Linked DNA regions of Mus musculus: regions 1, 2, 3 and 4 are each linked to region 5. A link is a contact called in public Hi-C data. All regions are on one chromosome and are shown on one strand. Each heading gives the region's core, a stretch centred on a gene start, on an enhancer-like site or on the middle of the called end of the contact. The rest is flanking DNA. Distances are from core to core; before and after follow the strand shown. Region 1 has its middle 19 kb from the start of Gm32532. Region 2 has its middle 25 kb from the start of Gm32590. Region 3 has its middle 47 kb from the start of Gm32590. Region 4 has its middle 24 kb from the start of Gm32590. Region 5 overlaps Nrp1 (neuropilin 1).

Region 1 (2,700 bases), core at 138-2,637, 740 kb after region 5:
CAATGTATGCCAAAATATGGCTCAAGTACTTGTATATTTTGACAGGTGCACCAAGGTGAAGGTGGGAGATTAGAACAGAGCATTATTGCCCATTACTATCTGAATATCACTATTACATATATATATATATATATATATATATATATATATATATATATACATACTCTATATATTACTGACTATTAACATTACTATTCTGAGGGAGTGCATCCTATCTCCAGCCAGCATTTCAAAAGTGGTAAAATAATGCTACATTTCCAGAGGACAAATACTGCTGTGTGGCCATGCTGTAGAAAGTACTGTGTGCATGGGGGGTAGGGTGGGCAGAGGGGGCTTGATGTTAGATGTTTTTGCATAATCCTGCTATGACAGCAGAAGGCACCCCATGGAGGCTAAAGCACAAGTTTATCTGTCTGTCTGAAATGGAAGTTGACACTATGAGAACAAGAGGTTAAATCCTCTACTTTCTACTTTCACTTCAATAATTAACCAAACAATTTTGTCCAAAGAAAACATGCTTGTAAAATATTTTTAAATAGTGATTATTGTTTACATTCATCCTTTCATAAAGTTGCATTGATAGCTTTCGGAGACCTTCACCAGCGTTGATTCTGAAAGAGATCATCACCAGAACTGGGCTTGCAGATATTAGCTGTGGTTTCTTAGGACTGTGTAGTAAGCTTCACAGGTCATAGCCCAGAGCTGAGTAAGGAGGACACCTCTATGTTATTGAAGCCCAGCACCCTGGAAAACAGGGTGAACAGAAAGTGCCACATTTAAGGACAGGATCAATGCCTATTTCCAGGAGTCAGGCTTGGGTGATAACTCAATACTAAGTGCTTGACTGACTTGGAGAATCTGCAATCAGCTGTAAGATGCAATCTGAGCCTTGTTGCTAAGGTCTCAGAGCCAGAAAGAAAGAGAGGGACCACACCCTGTCCATGAAAAGTATGGAAAGCCTATCTTAATAAACTGGGCTAGTTAAGCTTGCTGAGACTTCAGGTCCTGAAGTTCCAAGGAAGCTGGCAATACTTAGATGGACTGTTAGGACACGGAAGGGCACGGAAGTCATGAAAGCCAGGGAGTCTTGATTCTCATTCTAAGTGCCTTTTAAAGTAATGGGGATTTTGGTAGACCACAATTCAATTGCTAAGTAATTGTATTGAATAAAATGTTCAAATGAGATTAATTGGCCCACTTAACAGCCCAAAGACTGCTACATAAAATAAGGTACAATTTTAAAGGAAGGATTAAAAAGAAAATGTGAAATCTGCTCCTCACCTCTCCAATCTGTGGCTTCTGTGGCATCCGTGACGGGACTGATGGTGGACAGTATCCCCACCCAATGGTCATGTTCTTGGTTTCAGGATCCTGAGTCATAACCTCAAGCTGGGCTCCACAAGAAGAGGAACAAACCCTTACATGGGACGTTGAAGAAAGCATGGTATTTGCTGAACAGTAACAGCTACAATAAAAAATCATGGATTTGGATAACATCAGCCATCATCTTGCTATCGATCGGCAAATTCAAGCCTCCCTTGACAGGTATCTAATCTCTGTGATGGATGGAGAGTCCGTATGTCCACATGACTTGGCCGTAGGGTACTCAGACATTTGGTCAATGCTATTCTGGGTATGTCTGTCAGAGATTTCTCTATGAGATTAGCATTTGAATCAGCAGAATGATGGAAAACAGGTTGCCCCTCTGAATGTGAGGGGCCTTGACTAATCCACTGAAGGTCTAACTAGAAAGAAGAACAAAAACCTGACCATGGAGGAATTGCTTTTTTCTACCTGATGGCCTTTAAGCTGGAATTTTGGGCCTTTATTCTTCAGACTCATACTTGAGCCTTGAATTTGGAGCCCTTGATTGACTGCATCTTAAGTCTAACACTATGGGACTTCTTAATGTCCATGGTGCGTGAGTCACTTCATTGTGACCCATGTAATCTTTATTGTCTATCTTATCTACCCATTCATTACCTGTCCACCATCCACCAGTCTACCCATCTGTACATGTAAACATACATGTGTTGTTTCACTTACCTGTGTATTCATCCACTTAGCATTTATTCAGTCACCCACCTATTACCCATCTACCATTTAGGTGTCTCTTTCTTTGCCTCTTTGTCTGTAGGCCTGAACATGGTGGTCACAGTAAAATATTTCCTAATATACAACAACTAAAATTAATCCAAACTCTAATCGGAGGTGTTGCTGCCAGCATTTCCCTAAGCCACGTCAGTACCGTGCAGTTTTGTTTGCAGAACACACAACCTACATCATATTTGTCATGCTACCTTGAAACAGCAGCAAATGCCCCAAAATGAGTCCGATCAGATTTTCAGACTATTATGGGTTATAGATTGCAGCATTTTCAATGTATAAATACAGTTTTCACCTCTTAGAGAAATATAATTGTATAATTATAAAACCAAAAGCTTTTAATATTTTCCTATAATTCCTCAGCAATTAGATACAAAATTAGAGCAACTTTGGTTGATATTAATTAGAATGTTTGGCTTTAGAAATTGTTGTTTAGGGCTAGGAATTGTAGCTAAGTGTGTAAAGCACGGATCTGCCATTCACAAAGCTCTGGGTTCCATTCACAAAGCTCTGGGTTCCATCCCCAGCACTTTGTGAAGCTGAACATAATGGAGCATGCCTGTAGTATCTGCACTCAGGAGGTACAGGCAGAAG
Region 2 (2,700 bases), core at 77-2,576, 670 kb after region 5:
CCACCATAGCTTCATTCCGGTATTATGGCATTTACCAACTCTCTTGGGTCTTACTCAAACTCCTGGGCAGTGCTTTATCATGAAGAATCATGGCACTGATCACTTTGCCTGTTTGCTTAAATTGTTAGGAAGGTCACAAGCTACAGTACAAATGGGGAATCAAGAGATTAGTAAATAAAAGGTTTTTTAAAAGTTAAAGAAGGAAGTTCATAGCATGGGTGATTTGTTAATCAGAAGACGATTGCTAATCTGTTCAAGTCTAGCAATATATGTTGTATTGCACAGCAGATACTTGGTATAAATGCAACCCACCTCAATCTTGTGTATCTATATATACACTTTGGTTCTGAAGACCCAACCCAAAGTTCCATAGATGCTAAGCACATGCTTCCATTGAACTACATCTTTCTATCCTATCATGTTTTCTAGCCCAAGTTTTCCCTTTAAAAGTGGTTCCTCACTTTTAAAATATCATGTCCTGGCACATATTTTAGTAATTACGCTAATTAAGAAAGGTTCAAACAAAATGTTCAAGCATAATGCACTCATAAAGTTCTTGCTTCTGTATTTAAAAGCATAGGTGATTTGTTAATCAGATGATGATTGTCAAGATGCTCTCCAAAAGGAACAGCACAACCTCCAGGTGTAGAGCTATTGAGTGGTTTTACTATAGTGATGTTTTACTATCAAGGGTGAAGATTCATCATGAAGGGAGTCTCCAGCAGAAAAGCCCAGTAATGCCAGAAAACAAAGTGCAGTACTTCTGCAATAGAAGTGGGGCCACCAAGGGCAAGAGGATCAGAGACATCAAAAGCACAGTGACCAAGAGTCACTAGATCTCGGGACCCCTCTTAGAACATTTAAATCCTCTTCTCTCAGGTATTGAGAATGGAAATCTGTATTTCTCTTCACTTTTGAGAGAGCATCTCATATATGCTATGCTGGCCTGGAACTATTGATGTAGCCAAAGATGAGGTGAACTTCTGGCCTTCCTGCCTCTACCTCCAGACTGTAGGGATTATAAGGGTACCGCACTCAGTTTCTATGGTTCTGAGGATGAAATTTAGGTCTACTCCACATGCTGATCAAACATTCTAAGCTACATCTCCAGCTCAAATCTGCATTTTAGATGTGATTTCTAAAGAGTTCTTAAAATATCAAAAATTAAGTGATATCACCCAAGGACCCACAAGAAGGATGACTTAAAAAACACTCATGCACGTGGTTAGCACTGGGAATTTCCAGCAGATTGGCCCAGGGGAAGAGAGCTGTCAGGCAAAAATGAATGGTTTGGGTGTAAATGTAGAGCACAGATGATGGTGACCACAGCTGCCAGGGCCAACTTCCTTCTGTTCAGTTCCTGGATCCCTTCCTTACTGGCTGTCTGGCCTTGGGCCAGTCAAATTCAACTTCCTGGAGATGGATTCTTCATAATCACTACATTGTAAGGTGAGGGTATCAGTCAGCTGAAGTTTATTGGGATTATTCTGTGAGTCATAGAAGATCTTTAACCTCAGAAACTTAGTTTTCCCCTTAGCTAAAGCACAACTGCTCCTCCTTTTTCTCCTTTTTTTCCTCCTCCTCCTCCTCCTCCTCCTCCTCCTCCTCCTCCTCCTTTCCCTTCTCCTCACCCTTCTTCTTTCTCTTCCTCTTCTTTTACTTGTGTGTGTGTGTGTGGAGGGGTATGCACATGTGAAGTACCATGAGTATGGAGGTCAGGAAGTCAATTTGTGGAAGTCACTTCTCTGCTTCCTCCATGTAAGTCTCAGTGACTCAATTCAGATCATGTTTGTCAGCTTGGTAGGTTTACCCACGCTCATGGCTTCAATATGCTTGCCTCAGGGAGTAGCACTATTTGGAGGTGTGACATTGTTGGAGTACGTCTGTCTCTGTGAGCGTGGGCTTTAAGACCCTCATCCTAGCTGCCTGGAAGTCAGTCTTCCACTAGCAGCCTTTGGATGAAGATGTAAAACTCTCAGCTCTGCCTGTGCCATGCCTGCCTGGATATTGCCATGCTCCTGCCTTGATGATAATGGACTGAACCTCTGAACCTGTAAGCCAGCCCCAATTAAATGCTGTTTTTTATAAGACTTGCCTTGGTCATGGTGTCTATTCACAGCAGTAAAACCCTAAGACACCCGCCTAACTGTCTTGGCTCTTGAGTTTCATTATGACATCATTCTTCTGTTCTCAATGACCCTCTTCCTCTTCCCAACTTTCAACTTCAGCTTCCATGCCTTTGTGTGTGCATGATTCAATAAGTTTAATTGGGGTTGCTTTGTAGTGTGTGTCAAGGTTTACTTATAAGCGCATAGGCAACATATGATGGCTGCATCATTGAAGAAACTGACTCATGGGTTCTTATCAGACCTCACCACACCTCCAATTCTCTGGTCCTTTCTCTCCTTTTCATTTGCATGCACCCTGTCTTATAGCCAAGCTCAACTACATAGAAATGAGGTTGAAGGTGTGCTACATGGAAGTCATGGGGCAAAGCTCACACAACAAAGTGTGGTGGGGATTTTTGTAGTGTGTGAGAGAAATCAAAATGTTGTGAGAAAGGGGAGTGATGAAGGGGAATGGTTCTTGCACAAAAGGTTGAGGAATAATGGAGAGGAACAGTTCTATCAGAGTAAGCTGATGAACTTCCACAGTGCAGCTCAGGCTCCTGGCTCACAAGGGGATTTTAAAGGGGGAAGG
Region 3 (2,700 bases), core at 99-2,598, 600 kb after region 5:
CAGAGGGTCAGGAAATTGAACAGACGTAGCAATGGGGGATGGGGAACTGGGGGTAGCCATTAGAAAGTCTCAGATGCCAGGAAAGCAAGAGGCTCACAGGATCCAATGGGGATGAGATTAGCTGAAATATCCAACAAAGGGGAAAAAAAGAACCTGTAGGGACCATATCCTGAGGTTAGACATGGCCCCGGTTGAGGGGATGGGGTCACCCACCCATCTCCAAAATTTTAACCCAGAATTGCTCCTGTCTAAAGGAAATGCAGGGAAAAAGAGTGGAACAGAGACTGAAGGAAAGGCCATCTAGAGACTGCCCCACCTGTGGATCCATCCCATATGCAGACACCAAACCCAGGCACAATTGCTGATATCAATAAGTGGTTGCTGATACCAAGAAGAGCCTGATATAGCTGTCTCCAGAATGGCTCTGCCGTAACCTTCAGTCTCTGTTCCACTCTTTTTCCCTGCATTTCCTTTAGACAGGAGCAATTCTGGGTTAAAATACAGATGGGGATGCACAAAATCAACCATCAGACTGAGCACGGGAACTCTAGTGGAGAAGTTAGGGAAGGACTGAAGGAGCTGAAGGAGTTTGTAACCCCATAGGAAGAACAACAATATCAACCAACCAGACCCCTGCTCCCAGAGCTCCCAGGGAATGGGAGGGGAGGCCCTTGGTCCTGTGAAGGCTTTATGCCCCAGTGTAAGGGAATGCTAGGGCAATGAGGTGGGAGTGGGGGGGGCACCCTCATAGAAGCAGGGGGAGGAGGGATGGGTTGGGGGTTTGTGAAGGAGAAACAGGGAAAGGGGATAACATTTGAAATGTAAATAAATAAAATAACCAATAAAAAAAAAGAAAGAAAAGAGAGGAAAAGAAAAGAAAAGAAAAGAAAAGAAAAGAAAAGAAAAGAAAAGAAGATGCATTCAAATAGTAAAATATGATCAAAGATGATGTATCTTACATGCAGAAATTCCTGAAGGTTCCATAGAAAAAAAATAGACCAACTAAGTTCAACAAAGCAGTAAGAAATAAAACATTAAAATTGAAAAAAATGCTCAGTTGAAAAACCACTTGCCAAACAAACACAAAGACTAAATGCAATTCCAAAAACTCCTGTGTAAAAGCTGCATTTTGGTGGCACACACACAATTCAATTGCTGAGCAGGTAGAGACAGTCCCAGGTCACTGGGACTCTCAGGCTAGTCAGTCTAACTGAGTCAGAGCATTCCTGTCTCAAGAAGCAAGCTCCTGAAGAATGATACCTAAGTTTGACCTCTGGCCTCCACATAAACACACACAAGATGTTCTGTCCACTTCTCCAAGCCAAGCCTATTCAGTTCCTCAAAAGGCCTGGGCCATCCCATGGTTCCTGTATTGAACCTCTGCTGTACTACTGTAACCAATTTAATGATCACAGAGGCTAAGTAAGTGTTCAACTGTCTCTTTCTCTTCTTGCTGTTACTAAATCCTTCCATATTAATAGTCAATTTCCCAGCAAAAACGTTACAGTACTAGCAGCTTGGGAAGAAGATAAGAGCTTGTAGAGATGGGAGAGCACGGTACTGCCTATGAATCACACCAGCAGGATAACTAGAAGAAAAGCATCAGTCTCAAGGAAACATTAGCTTGGGGAAGTGAAGGGGACCAATGAGAAAATCAGTCGCTGTGCCCTCCTGCATCCATCAGCCCTGCCATATCCCTGCTACCTCACTGTCCTGTGTGCTATGAATGAATCCAAATGAACTGGTATCTCTTGACACTTTTGTTTCTCCATTTTCACTGACACCTCACCCTTAGCACTTGACCCAGAGCCCCAAAAGTTGGGGGATATGGGCAGGGATAGGCCACTTCATACTTTAGTAATGTAAAGATCTTGAAAATATTTATCAAGACATATTCTCTTCTTATGTCCCTTTTGGGGTTCCCCATTCTTCTAAGACAATGGTTCTCAAACTTCTTAATGCTTAATTCGTTCTGTTCCCTGCTCATAAAATTATTTCACTGCCACTTTATAGCTATAATTTTGCTACTGTTATGAATCATAATGTTAATATTTGATATGCAACCCCAAAGGTGTCATGACCCTCAGGTTGAGAACCACTGTTCTAAGGCTTTATCAAAGCAGTGTCTCTTGCCTCTCTGAGTGTGGGTCGCATTACAACCTTCCACCCTGGACACTCAAGACAAGAGTCAGTCCTTTAAGACCCTTGCTAGCCTGGCTTCCCTGGAGTTGCCTTCAATATTGTTTAATTCATCTCTTTAGGAGGATTTCTTTTGAGTTCTTCTGTTTTGGGTCTAACTGATGTAATTTTATCTCAAAAACAATATTAGTGTGAGTAATAGACATCAAAGCATGTGACTTCCTGCTTGCCTTATGTCAGGGACTTTGAGATCAGCATCCAATATTTCACCATTTAGGTGACCAGCTCTGCTGACCCACTCAGCCTTTTTCCTCAGAGCTTCCCTTTCCCAAAAATAATACCCTCTAAATCCAAGCCAGTTGAAAGTACTAGATACACCCAACTGCTTGGAGCCCCAGAGAATGAGGCTAGGATTTCTTCAGCTAAATTACACTGGGCCTCGCTTTTTCCTTCACTCTCGAGACCCCTATCGCCAAATTCTGCTAATCTATTTGCTTACCTAATAACTACAGATCACAAATACTTCCTAAGTACACATGGAGTACTCTTCAAGACAAGCCA
Region 4 (2,700 bases), core at 136-2,635, 620 kb after region 5:
TTCCCAGGGACTTAACAGCCAGGGACCACCTCTTCTGATGTTTGCTAAACCTTTCCCATTATCCCGCCCCCCCCTTTTATTAGGCTAAACTGTCATGCAACCCTGCAATGTACCTGACTCTACCTCCTCAGTTTGGGGATTACATGCATGCCAGAACAACCTACTGGTTTATGTGGCCCTGGAGGAGGGGCACAGGTCATTACCATGCTAGGCAAGCACTGTACCCGTTAAGCTAGGCTGGTTTGATGTTTCCCTTGGATGGGCATTTCTCATCTGAGAGGAGATGGGGGCCTCTGCACAGCTGCATATCATCAGCTGGTCCACTCTGATCTTCTCCCTGAACCAACAGAAGTCTTAACAGCTTTAGAAAAACTGGGTACAGCATTGGACCCTCCAACCATAACACTCCAGCTTCCCAGATGACCCCATGCTCTGTTCAAGAAGACGTTCAGTGGTTCTCACTTGAAAACAAATGTTGAGGCTTGGCAGGCCTCTCTGAAGATGGATCTGGATCCAGATCCTTAAGGCACACTCTCCTCCATCCTATGCCCTCATTTTCAGATGACAGAGCTCCCCTCTGGCCATCAGAGAATCACTATATCCCAGTACAGAACACCAAATGTCCTGGATGCCACAAGAAAGAAGATTTGCATAGTGGAAGGTTAGGAGGGGGAGTCAGGAGCTGGTGGCATTGGAAAGATTTAATATAAACACTTAGTGGTAGTGATAGGCCAACAGATAGATGGTGGCTCACATTTCTCCCCAAGCCTGTTTAAGTGAGTTTATCTGCACTAATAAGAAAGCTTACTCTAAGGGGAAGAAATAGTGAGAGATAGCTAGGATGGTTATCTTTACCAGGTCCACGGATAAAATAAAGCATGCTGCAGAACAAATGAGCAGACTCTCTCTTTGGCCAACAGGACTGTTATAGAAATAATCTCACAGTCTGTGAGGCTTCCCAGAGCTTGGTTTCTGTTCTACAGATGAGGAGAGGAACCAAAAATCTGTGTGGCAAATTTGTTTTTTCACATTGATCTTGTGTCAGCTTTCCATCATGTGACACAATGCCTCAGCTCAACAACCTAAAGGAAAGAGAAGTTTATGTGAGCTCATAGTTTCATAGTTTCCAGTCCATAGTTGCCTAGTAGTTTTGGGGTGTGGTGTCAAGCAGAACATGAAGGATGAGGGAGTAGTGGTAGAGACTGGTCCCCTTACACAGACAGAGAAAGGAAGGGAGTGGGAGATTAATAGAGGTGGGGAGGGGAGAGGAAGAGAAAAGGAAATAGAAGAGGAGGAGGCTGAGGGAATGAGAAGAGTAGAGAAACACCAGAAGTAAATAATCCCTTCAAACACTCTTCTCCTTCCTCCAATGAGGTCCCACTTCCCTAAGTTTCCACCACCTCCCTGTGTAGCTTTGAACTCATCAACAGACTGCTCCCTTAATGACATCTGAGCCTGGCAATCTGGTTGTTTTCCACAGATCCTACCCCTAAGCACTGCTACTGTGATAGCCATCAGCGTTTGAGTGTCAGGATGATTCACTCTGAGCCTTATCAAAACAAATTATTCGAACCTCAAATTTAAAGAGCGAGATTCTGGGAGCTCATTTACCCTTCTATTGGAATATAAATACTGTCAGGTAGAAATATCCAGCACATGCCATGATTCTATGTAGAAGTTACTGCTAGAGAAAAGATAGTTTAATACAACCTGGGATACTATGGAGTACAGAGAATTGTCTTTGGACCCCAAGTATTGGATTCCTTATGAAAGAAAAAAATCCATACATATGATTTGAGTTACCATCCTAATGGTGTGGTTTACAGGGTTTACATGAAACCAAAATCTTTACTATAGTTTGGATCTTAAACATCTGCTTAGTTCCTTGTGTAATGCACCCTGCCCCCAGAGGAGCTATTAGAAGTTGGTGGAACCTCTAAGAGTGAGAGCATAGAAGGAGGTCCTTCGATTAGTATGTGTGTGTGTGTGTGTGATGTGAAGATGGTAATGGGACCCTTGCTCTTATTGTCTGTGTGCTGTGCAGAGGGTAATGGGACCCTAGTCCCTGTTATGTGTGTGCTGTTTAGAAGGTGATGGGACCCTAGCCCCGTGTGTGTGTGTGTGTGTGTGTGTGCGCGCGCGCGCGCGCTGTGCAGAGGGTAATAATGGGACTCTAGCCCTTATCTGTTTCACTCTTTTGCTTCCTGATCATCAGATAAGGGGTGCTATTCAGTAGCACAATCCCACCTTGATGAGTTTCTCACTACAACCCCAAAAGCAACAGGGTCAATTGTTCATGAGCTAGGCCAGATAAAACCTTGAGTCAAAATAAACCTTTTCTCTTTTTGAGTTCATTGTCTCAGGTATTTGTACCAATGCTGGGGAACTAAGTAAGGCAATGCTGATCAAAACCGAAGCAACTTAAAATAGCTGGTAGCTCGTAGCTCAGCCATCTATACTAAGGAGAAAAGCCAAGGCAGTGAAAACATCTCGGGTTTGAGCTATTTTTCTCATAAGAGGGAGAGAAAAATGGAGCAATAAGCAGAAACAGGGACAAGCACAGAGATAAGAAAAAAAAATATTCTGTTCTCCATGGGCAAGCAGCTTCTCTGCGCCTCGCCCTTCAAACTAAGCCCAAATTCTGAATGTATGCACAGATAAAACAATAACTCTTCCTTCGCGTGTTTGATACATCCTAAA
Region 5 (2,700 bases), core at 128-2,627:
CAGGAAAGAAAAGATGCAACGTTAAACATTGGGAAGGGTGGGGGAGGGGAGACATTTCACAGCTGACTGTGATGTCCAAGTGTGTAGCAAAGATTCTATAGTAGGATTCTGCAAGTAGACAGGAAGAGGAAGGGAGTGGGGCACACAGGAAGAGCAGAATTGACCATGAAGATCTGTAAAGATGAAACAGTCAGCACCAAGTAGCCAGCTATGCTTCTCACACTAGCAGACACTGTTGGTCTTAAATGCGTGGACTCTGAAGGACACTAATTGGAAGGCAGTGGTCAGCAGCTGTGGAGATAATGTAGAATCTCCAGATCCATCCTCGTCCATGTCCGGACTTTGCTTTGCTTTCACCCACCTTCTATTCCAGGCCACAAGAATGGTACACTTAAGACAAACAGCAGGAATAGTAGAGAAGCCAGCACTGTTCAGGGAAGTTCTCCACAGTGCACCCCCGCTGTGTTCTGGAGGGTTCCTTTCCTGCATGTTGCTCTCTTTCCCCACAGATATTTAGGCTCACAGGTACTACGATCAGGTAATATGCTTCCCAAACCCAGGCAACTTCTCTTCTCTCACTGTCTCCTGATTATTTGAGAGTCCTTACTTTCTGAGTTTGTAGAATATCCTTAACTTTCGGAGTTTTAGAGTATATCTTTACTTTCTAGCTGTCATATTCTTGCCTGGAAGATGGATGTGTTTTCAGGTCTGAATTTGGAGGAATTCTGTGATGAGGGATGGTGGGGAGGGATATGGAGTGGGGGTAGGCACATGTGCCATTGAACATCAAATGGTTTTCTCAGCTCGTTGAGCACTTCCCACTGGGGGTATGACACACATCAACATCTGGAAAGTATCCAGTGGTATGTACACTATCTTCAGAAGTTCATCAGACTTTGGAGTTCTAGTGGCTGCTTCCTGAGCCAGTTTTCACAGCTCAGTGGACATAAGTGACTCAATAAGACACTGTTTCCAACATTGATATAAAATTCAAAGAGTCTAGATTCTCTCACCATATCTTATTTTTGAACAAAGAGCTATCAGGCAGAAACAAAGAAATCACCAGCTTTTCCTTGTAGGTGTGAGATAGGGAGCAGCGTTGGTCCTACTGCTGGGGACCCTGGAAGGCAGGGGTCCCCTGACTCCTTCCTTGCTCTTTCTGTTCAGGTATCTACAAGAATAAACACTTTACGGCCAAAGGCATTGTCTTCACAATAACAGGAAACACATTCCCCAGATACAGAGAGGCAAGGAAAGGCCCACATTTTACTGAGGATCACTGGAGGACGAAGCAGCATTTCTCAGCATTGTATAGTAAATCACACAGCTCGTAGCCTTTGAGCCATGAAATGCTTGCCGCTGCTTGCCATGACTGCGCACAACCGGCCATTGGTAATGTAATGTGGAAAACCTCATTTCCAAAATGAAAATCTGCCTTGCTCAATAAAATACGGCCCCGTGAGTGAGCATTGGCAAGGGAGCATTTATCAGCTTTTAATGCTCCCCTGGCAGGCCAGCACAACAGCCTGAGAAAATAAAGGACAAAGAACTGAGGTCTGATTAAAAACCGGAAAGTCTGCTTGTGAGGGGAAGACATGGCAGGTTTTCTTCAGAACATCTCTGATGACTCAAGGCTGTTTAATTCATCAGTTGATACTAAAGCTAAAGAAAATATTTTTAAGTAATTGTCTCATTTCCTTAGATAAAACACATGTTTTCTGACCTAGCCAGGCATGTAGACCTCAGCTATTCTAGGCTGAGTGGGCTGATTCACAGCATCTGACCATTGTCTGCTTGAAACTCAGGATCTCTGGCTTTTTATAGATGCTAATCAGAACACAACCACCTAAGGTTAATAACATAATCCTCTGATGGTTAATAACATAATTCTTTATCTATATTATTTTGTCACGATTATTGTCTTATTTAGAAAAATGCTGATAACTAAAATTGTTCTTTTTAATAGAAAATCTGCAATGCAGCCTCTGTGTTTAGGGTATTTAATTTAAGGGTAAAACTTAAATGTGTTACCTCCTTCAAACCACCTATCAAACAAGGAAAATTTTATGGATAAATAAACTGAGAAACAAACTGTCATATTCCCTGGTCCAGAGTCACCCTGTGTGGCTCAAGGCACCCCATGCTGGTCTTCAAGTTCGGTGGCAGCAAAAATATAATCCAACAGCTTTTTTTTTTTTTGGAAATTAAATATTTTGTGCAGTTATGGGAAATATGAGGCCATCTGTGACTACCTTGTTGATTACTTTAAACTGCACACAAGGCTACTGGAAGAGTTTACTTTGAATATTATTATATGGTGGAAGAATAAGCTGATAGTTATGGATTTTTTTTTAAAGTTCAAGACAAAGATCCAACATTCTCTGGTAATCTTAGACACGTGAATGAATCCTTCTGACCATAGTTAAGAGAAAACCAAGTTCCGGTTGCAGCTGGATCTGATTCCTTGACACTCTTCTAGTGTTAACCCACAAACCAGTAGAACCAACTTAAAAACAAAAATTTAATTGTGAGTTAGTCCTTGACTAGTAAGCAGTTCCACTTGGTTCTTTGTCAGGGTTCATGAGAAAGAGGCAAAAGGAATAGCAAAATCTTACCCAGTTGCCTACCAGAAATTAATATTGCTCCTCTGTCTTTTATCTTTTGGCAGACTTTACTTAGAGAACAAGGGTGTCTTCAGAC

What was found. A called contact is a pair of places that touch in the nucleus more often than the background predicts.
Region 1: a contact with region 5 is called in a Hi-C map of bone marrow-derived macrophages, with 11 read pairs. The contact joins two enhancer-like sites.
Region 2: a Hi-C map of bone marrow-derived macrophages shows a contact between it and region 5, with 16 read pairs. The contact joins two enhancer-like sites. A contact is called at or near these places in 1 of 484 Hi-C or Micro-C datasets (bone marrow-derived macrophages) and 1 of 115 datasets of contacts at active chromatin or transcription factors (acute myeloid leukemia).
Region 3: a contact with region 5 is called in a Hi-C map of bone marrow-derived macrophages, with 13 read pairs. The contact joins two enhancer-like sites.
Region 4: a contact with region 5 is called in a Hi-C map of bone marrow-derived macrophages, with 16 read pairs. The contact joins two enhancer-like sites. A contact is called at or near these places in 1 of 484 Hi-C or Micro-C datasets (bone marrow-derived macrophages) and 1 of 115 datasets of contacts at active chromatin or transcription factors (fibro-adipogenic progenitors).

The regions. Positions count from the first base shown.
Region 1 is chr8:127,708,303-127,711,002 of GRCm38.p6, reverse strand. No RefSeq gene overlaps it. Among named protein-coding and RNA genes, the nearest start is that of Gm32532, 19 kb to the right of the region's middle. Within about 2 kb of position 1,387, at least 10 of the 459 cell types and tissues checked have an H3K27ac peak or open chromatin away from gene starts, as enhancers often do. A contact at or near this core is called in bone marrow-derived macrophages, where this site is marked.
Region 2 is chr8:127,779,832-127,782,531 of GRCm38.p6, reverse strand. No RefSeq gene overlaps it. Among named protein-coding and RNA genes, the nearest start is that of Gm32590, 25 kb to the left of the region's middle. Within about 2 kb of position 1,326, at least 6 of the 459 cell types and tissues checked have an H3K27ac peak or open chromatin away from gene starts, as enhancers often do. A contact at or near this core is called in bone marrow-derived macrophages, where this site is marked.
Region 3 is chr8:127,851,024-127,853,723 of GRCm38.p6, reverse strand. No RefSeq gene overlaps it. Among named protein-coding and RNA genes, the nearest start is that of Gm32590, 47 kb to the right of the region's middle. Within about 2 kb of position 1,348, at least 3 of the 459 cell types and tissues checked have an H3K27ac peak or open chromatin away from gene starts, as enhancers often do. A contact at or near this core is called in bone marrow-derived macrophages, where this site is marked.
Region 4 is chr8:127,828,221-127,830,920 of GRCm38.p6, reverse strand. No RefSeq gene overlaps it. Among named protein-coding and RNA genes, the nearest start is that of Gm32590, 24 kb to the right of the region's middle. Within about 2 kb of position 1,385, at least 19 of the 459 cell types and tissues checked have an H3K27ac peak or open chromatin away from gene starts, as enhancers often do. A contact at or near this core is called in bone marrow-derived macrophages, where this site is marked.
Region 5 is chr8:128,449,483-128,452,182 of GRCm38.p6, reverse strand. The region is part of intron 6 of Nrp1 (neuropilin 1); the gene reads right to left. Among named protein-coding and RNA genes, the nearest start is that of Gm32643, 42 kb to the left of the region's middle. Within about 2 kb of position 1,377, at least 40 of the 459 cell types and tissues checked have an H3K27ac peak or open chromatin away from gene starts, as enhancers often do. A contact at or near this core is called in bone marrow-derived macrophages, where this site is marked.